2 separate regions of the Sus scrofa genome follow, and region 1 is linked to region 2. Evidence: chromatin contacts called from public HiChIP or PLAC-seq data. All regions are on one chromosome and are shown on one strand. Each heading gives the region's core, a stretch centred on a gene start, on an enhancer-like site or on the middle of the called end of the contact. The rest is flanking DNA. Distances are from core to core; before and after follow the strand shown. Region 1 holds the start of TERF2 (telomeric repeat-binding factor 2). Region 2 has its middle 39 kb from the start of CYB5B.

What was found. HiChIP or PLAC-seq counts read pairs in DNA pulled down with a chosen protein or histone mark.
Region 1: an H3K27ac HiChIP or PLAC-seq map of alveolar macrophages shows a contact between it and region 2. The contact joins the promoter of TERF2 here to the enhancer-like site in region 2. A contact is called at or near these places in 2 of 5 promoter capture datasets (fetal liver and liver), 10 of 47 Hi-C or Micro-C datasets (embryonic fibroblasts, heart right ventricle, liver and 2 more) and 2 of 2 datasets of contacts at active chromatin or transcription factors (alveolar macrophages and skeletal muscle).

The regions. Positions count from the first base shown.
Region 1 is chr6:17,604,355-17,607,883 of Sscrofa11.1, reverse strand. It overlaps TERF2 (telomeric repeat-binding factor 2), which reads right to left and starts at 2,136. Exons shown (of 10, transcript XM_003126908.4): 1 at 1,635-2,136; 2 at 1,430-1,525; 3 at 632-762. The coding sequence starts at 2,013.
Region 2 is chr6:17,517,490-17,521,283 of Sscrofa11.1, reverse strand. No RefSeq gene overlaps it. Among named protein-coding and RNA genes, the nearest start is that of CYB5B, 39 kb to the left of the region's middle. Within about 2 kb of position 1,638, at least 26 of the 83 cell types and tissues checked have an H3K27ac peak or open chromatin away from gene starts, as enhancers often do. A contact at or near this core is called in alveolar macrophages and skeletal muscle, where this site is marked.

The DNA.
Region 1 (3,529 bases), core at 887-3,386, 86 kb before region 2:
CTTGAAGCTACCTGAGCCATGACACAGTTCCAGTTCCAAATTCCTGGACACTCTACTAGCTTTTTTCTTGTCAAGAACACTGCCTGTATCAGCCTTCTACTATTACCGTTTTTCTAATTGGCTGATTATCCCAGCACCTCTGATTCTGTTTGTTCAAAGGGAAAGTTCCCTAAGCTTCTTTCTGCAATGGCATGAAAGAGCTCAAAGTCAGACCCAGATTTTCCAAGCTATTTCCAAGCTGTTCTCTTAGTTTATCATAAACAAGGGTGACCAAACCCTAGGCCAGTTATTTCTAGCCTTTCACGATGTTCCTGAATGGTACAACAACCTCCAAAATGTCAGTCTTCAATGCCAACTCACCTCCTGCATACTGTGGCCCCTCCTGCCAGGGATACCAGGAAGACCGCCAAAATCCCAAAAGCTGAGCACTGGCCATTAACAGTTCTTTCCAAGTCTGGGCTAGGAAGGGGTTGCCCAATGAGATAACATCTTTGTGTGTGTTACATGTTTGAGTGTGCACAGTGGCTCTCTGTCCATCTCTGTTTGTCCTCCACCCCACACAGAAAAGATAAGCACTGATTCTCTAAGACCTTTGATTTTTGTTAAAAAAGAAATTAAAATAGAGCCTTACAGCCTCCTTGACCAGTTTTCTACTGGATTCCACCACTGCCTCTGTCAGTGTAAATTCCGTTTTAATCATCTCCAGCACATTGATAGCTGATTCCAGTGGTGTGAGCTCAGCCTCCATATCAAAGGAACAGTCTAGGACAAAGAGCACAGTTTTCACTAACCTATTTTCTAAGGAGCAGAAGAATTATGTCCAAATATATATATATATACATATATATATATATCAAAAAGAAACATGCAAATATAGTTAAGATTTGCATTTAATTTGCTGGTATACTGGCTGCAGACTTACAAACATGTTAACGGTCCAGATTCAAATTAATGAATTTCAAGTGATTTTCAGTAATTTTCAAGACAGGTAAAAAAATTTATTTTTTAACACATTCATCTGCATCTAAATTTCAGCATACTCACATCTTCCTCAGATACAAATGGCCAGAAACTGAAGGCCGTTTTGCTAAACAGCTGTGAGGTTCAATTCCGGGGGAGAAAAAGTGTTCTTTAAAACACACCACTATGGAGGAAAAATGGTCATCTTCACATAACTCACTTCAGATAGCAACAAAGTTGGGGCGAGCAAGAAACAGGTGGGAGGAAATAAAAAAACAGAGAAAAGCAGCCAAGAGAATCCCAACTGTAGAAAACTAGAACTAGAGAATAAACTCATCCTAGAAGGAAAAAGACCACTGTATCGAAACATAGCAGCCCACTTTAATCGTGAATCTTTCAGTCCCGGATGTAAGTTTGAAAACAACATAACCCTAAATAAGCCCAGAAAAGAACATAAAAATAGCCATACCTAAATTCTCCCCTTCTTCAATGCGCGACAGACACTGCATAACCCGCAGCAGCCGAGACACGGTATGCTCCTTCCCCAAGGGCCTGACAAGCAAAGCTAGGAAAGAAGACATCGTTGGCACGGCGACCCCCAGCCCCGACGCTCGGGCCCCGCAGATCTCCTTCCCAGGAGCCCCCCAGCCTCCCTTTCCCGGCTCGGCCCTCACCCTGCATGATGTCCCGGATCTGCCTGAAGTCCTCGTACCGGCTACCCCGAAAGGCCCGCAGCGCCTCGTGGAAGTAGAACTTGAGCACCCAGCGGTTGACTGCCTCCTCCAGCCGCGCCTCCCCCGCGCCCCGCTCCGCGGCGCCCCCCAGCCGCGGCGCGTGGCGCCCCCGCCGAGCCCGCCCGCCGCTGCGGGACGTCCGCCTGCCTGCCGCCCGCCCGCTGCTATCGCTGCTCCCGCCTCCTCCCGCCATCGCGTCCGATCGCCGCGCGCCCTCCCCGCCCTCTCTGCCGGGACGCTTCCCCGACTGTGACGCCGCCGGGTCACGCACGACGCCCGGGCCGGAAGCAGGGCCTGCCGTCCCGGCTCCCGCGGCCATGATACGAACACCGTTCTGAGGCGCCCGCGGGCTTCTGGGAGGGAAAGGACCGGGGGCTCCCTGGCCCCCTCTCCGACTCCGTAGTTCCCGGTGTGTCGGCCGCAGTGCATTCTGGGACTTGAAGTTCACGGCAGCCAGATGGGTTAAACCAACCTAGGTTTGTGGTCAAATGTCAATTTCCCTCCGCTATTTTGTAACACTGTACTGGAGACTCGGGGCTATGTATAAAATATTGAAAAACAAAGGCGTGAAGTGTGTATTAAACATTTTTTAAATCGCGAAATGTAACATAGAGAGGAAACTTTGTTAAACAAGTTTACATTTTACTAAAGTAAAAGGCCAGTGTTAACCCAGTCGAGGTCAAGAAATAGAATATGGCCGGCACCACGAAACCCCTAGACATGTAAGACATATACGTTTTTAAAATTAGAAAAATAGCACATTTTGTTGTAGAACAATTGGAAGAAATAATGCAAAGCTTAACATTTAAGTCAGCCTTATCCCCACATGAAAAAACAAGCTGACATTTAGGTTTATAGCCTTCCAGTGTCTTTTGTATACCTTGTGTGTGTGTTTGTATACACACACAAAAAAACTAGAATTATGTTATATATATATTTTATAGAGCCTTTATTTTGCATTCAGCATCTAGTGGACATCTTTACATGTCACTAAATACTTTTTCTACAGTATCTTTAGCAGCTACATAGCATTCCAATATATGGGTGAAATGAAAGCCTCCTTTATATAAACCACTACTGTAAGGCGTTTAGGCTATTTAAAAATTTTGTAATTCTAGACAATCTAAATGTTAGAAAGATCCTTTTAACTATATCATTGCACAAATTCATAATTATTTCCTTAGAATAATTTCCTTTAAGTAGAACTACTGAGTCGAAGAATACACAGAGGAGTTTCCCTGGTGGCTCAGAGAGTTAAGCATCAGGCATTGCTACTGCTTGTGGCTCAGGTCACTGGTTTGACCCTTGGCCAGAGAAGTTCCGTATACTGCAAGCATAGCCAAGAAAAAAAAAATAGATTACACAGTAGAACAAAGATCAGGACATTCACTCATCAACCTTCCCTTTTACTATTGAACAAAGTGCAGACTCCTTAACATGACTTTTAAAGTCTGAAGAAGTTACCTATTTGCCAACCTCATTTTGGGCTCACTTTTCATATGTGTATGCACAACTTTTATCACTTCCTTTTCATCTACTACTCAGTTTGCTCAGAGCTTCATGTTGTCCATTCCAGCCTAAGGAAACCCTTCCTGTCCTTCAAACCTCACTTGAAGGACATTTCACCCTTTCTTGACTTTCTGAGTTATGTTAAATCCCTTTGGTGCTCCCTCCTTTGCCCCTCCTTCATCCTTCCTCAGCACTTCTGGGGCCACGTACTTTGTCTTCTTGTTTACCTTGCATCCCAGAACCTAGCTCAGGACATGTCACATTTCTTGAGGTTGGATTGAATTGAGTAGGCACATAAGTAAGGCTTTTAATACATGTTGAAAAAC
Region 2 (3,794 bases), core at 389-2,888:
AATGGAGTAATTTTAGGGGGTTTCTGGCTGACTTTTATGTCAGGGATATGGGTAAACTTTTAAAGCTTTTATCTTTAGAAAATGTTGCAAATGGATTATAAGATGCCACTTTAAGACAGTCTATTGAAGGAAAAATCTTTGGTGTGTAACGGAAGTGGTGTGGCTTTTGATGCTCCTATTTGAAGGCAAGGGAGGGTTGCTTTGAATAAAAGTTGATATGTAATTGCTGTGATGATTAAGTTGCATGATCACATGGGGCCACCCTGAGGTAGAAAGGACAAAGGAGTATTGAGGAGCTGGAAAGGGAGCATTCAGGCTGAAACTAAGCCAGAAGATAACTTGGGTCAATTAAAAGTGTGTTGGCAAAACGGAATGAAAAACATCTGGCTTAGAAGAAACATTAAAGAATGACATTTGTAAGTAAAATGTGTGTTTTTGATATTTTTAGGGTAAAGATCAATGCAAAAGATAGGCTTTTCTATTTCATATGGGTTGTCTTTTTCCTGTTTATATGGGAACTTGTTTTTATTCAGAGCCAGAGGAAAAGATTTTCAGACTTGGTCTCAACCATCCATGAAATCCATCCAGTACCCAGGGCTTCTTTTCATCTGTTGCTAATGTGATGTCACTTTGTATTATAAAAACCACTTGTAGGTCCATTTACTATTTTCCTGCTTCCTACAGAAACAGCCAGGTGAAAGGGAGAGCTTGTGTGAGAGTTCGCAGAGGTTTTTCTAAACAATAAAGTAATACAGTATGTGAGCCAAATCCATCAAAAAGGACTTTTGTTTTAAGAAGTAGACTCAAGTTCTCGAGAAACAGTCTCAACTTTGCTAGGTTGTGAATCCCACCTGGAGAGCCAGTGGAGCCAGTCCCTGCTGGATGGCAGAGCCTCCTGGGGGGTCTCTGGGGTGTTTGGCTGTTTATTCCCAAGGAGGACTCAGTGCTGCCACCCACCCTTCTGTACGTGTAATGGCTGCTGATCCCAGGGAGGAGGTGAGGCGAACTGACTGTCCCCCAAATGGGGATGCTAGTGCGGGGGCCCGAATGTCCTTGCCTCTGTCTCTCAGAATTGGTTTTGGTTTCTTTTTTGTTTTGTTTTGTTTTGTTTTGTTTTCTTTTTTTTTTGTTATTGTTGTTTGGTTTTGGTTTCTAAATGACTTATATTTGTAAAGACAGGAAAGTGGTGGGGACAAAGTTTATATATACTGTGTTTAGTTCTTATGTGACCACTTGAGCAGAAGCAAAAATGCATTGGAACCTATCATTTGAGCCTGTGAAGTTCTTTGAGCAGTTGTCATGAGGCCCATGTTGGGAAATAAGAACATTGTTGAGTGTACACTCATTCAGTTCCCATGGGGAGCAATGAAAAAAATGCTTTACAGGCCAGCTATGTCATTACTTATGTCGTATCTCATGCTTAAAATCTCAAGCGATATCTCTCTGATTAAATTCCAATTTAGAAATGTACACCATTAATGCTCATTACTTCCGAGGGAGAAATGGATTCAGACCTGTCGCAACAGGAGGTTAACACTTTTTTTTTTTTAACCATCCTATTCTTTTGCCAAATATCACAAAAGTAATGGGGAAGTTAGTCCCGTTTGGCTGTTGTGCTCTGAAAAAGCTGGGTTTGGAACTTGTGGGAGTGCTCCCAGCGGGAGGTTCCAAGAAGCAGAGAGGTTGTCAAGTTACCCACCCTACATCCAGCCTGTCACTCGAGAATTTTCAGAGCTGCACGTTGCCTGCACCTTTTTTCTACATTGGCTATTTTGGCAAAACATTACTATGATTATCCCCCCCCACTTTTTTTAACTTCACCCTCAACTATGAGCAAGTAATATTAACATTCCTTTTGTGTATTCAATAATGGAGTTTGTTTACCTATTTTATTTCAGCATATTTTGAACAAAGATCTTTGTCTCTTTCTGCTGGAATGTGCACACAGTGAATGTTTGTTAGAACGACACACAATAAAGATACTGTTTTCCTTTTCTTGCCCTGGCTACGGTTATTTAAAAAAAAAAAAAATTTTTTTTTTTTTAAGTGGAAATGTTGGCTCTGGAATTCTCAGGTGTCTGGAAGAAAAGAACTTGAGAAGCATAAAAGTCATCTCTGTGCTAATCTTGTGTTAGCATAACTTGATGGGGGAGTTCCACGGTTCTTCGGGAGTCATGCTGCTGCTCTTTCCCCGAAATGAAAGGCGAAGATTGTGAGACGCAAAAATTAAGAGTTTTGCTGTATTAACGGATGTGAAGTGGCAACCAGGTAGACAGCTTGGAAGTTCTGTTTTTACTGAAACCATCTGATAAAGAAGTCATTTCAAGGTAATAACACTTGTTATCTATAGCGCCACTCTTTAAATGCTTGTTTTTCTTGGAAATGGCTGAACTGTTGGGGAAAGTGAAACATTGAGCTCGAAGTTCTAGTGACTGTGTTAATAAAACAAGGGAAATAAACCATTTTTATAATTACTTTTAAAACCTACTGATAGCCTTCTAACATGACCAGTGAGACACAGTTCGTTAGGGCTTAGTATTTTCGCTGTCACGTGAATTGATGATTATTAACAGGAAAGGAAAGTCCCATTCTTATTACTCGTGTTTGAATCTGTTGTTTCAATGTCAGTCCTCATAAGGCACATGTCTCTTCCTGATGCTGAGTGTTTGGCAGGTACTTGACAAATCCTGGTTGACTGGTTGAAAACTTGAGGTAGAAGATTGTGATTTCATTTACGTAAATTTAAGGTAAGAAACACCCACACTATCTCCTAAATGATTGGTAATTGTAAGTAACATCAGTCATCTAACATTAATTAGCTTAGTGGATGTCTATATACTCTATACAGATCTTTCCTCACTTACAATGTGGTCATGTCCCAGTATGCTAGAGAGTATCGTACTGGGTCTCACTAGCACAGAAAAAGACCAACATTCAAAATACGGATTTTGCTGAATGCATATCACTTGCACCATGGTAAAGCAGAAAAATCCTAAGTTGAACCATAATAAATTGGGGACTGTATTTCAGGGACTAAGTTAGCTTAATCATGTATAACAGCATTTTAAGACAATTCTTTAAAAAAAATTTTTTTTTTTAAATTATAGTTCATTTAGAAACAATTCTTGTATGTAGCATTCAGGAGAGGCTGGAATTGCTTTTGGGGGAAACATGAGGATACAGCTGTAATATATTTATCACTTAGGTGCCACCTACTATGTGCTGTGCAGTATTTTTGACAGCTTGCAAGCTTTTTTTTTTTTTTTTTTTTTTTTTGGTGTCTTTCTAGGGCTGTGCCCACGGCATATGGAGGTTCCCAGGCTAGAGGTCTAATAGGCGCTGTAGCCACCAGCCTACACCAGAGCCACAGCAACGCTGGATCCGAGCCATGTCTGCGACCTACACCACAGCTCAGGGCAACACCTGATCCTTAACCCACTGAGCGAGGCCAGGGATCAAAGACATGTCTTCATGGATGCTAGTCAGGTTCATTAACCTCTGAGCCACGACAGGAACTTTTTTTTTTAAGCATTTCTGATTCTTTGTGCCGTGTAATGTGGGATTTAGAAACTATGTATGGCTTTTGAAATTGTTGTATCGTGAAAAGGTGATTCAGGCTGATGGAGGAAGCACAAGATAATGCAGACACAAATACTCCTGTTTCAAGTTTGACAAGTGGCTTTTTTTTTTTCTTCAGGGCCGCACCTGTGGCTTATGGAAGTTCCCAGGCTAGGGGTCAGATCGGAGCTGCGCTGCTAACTTATATACCACAGCTCCTGGCAACACCACCAGAT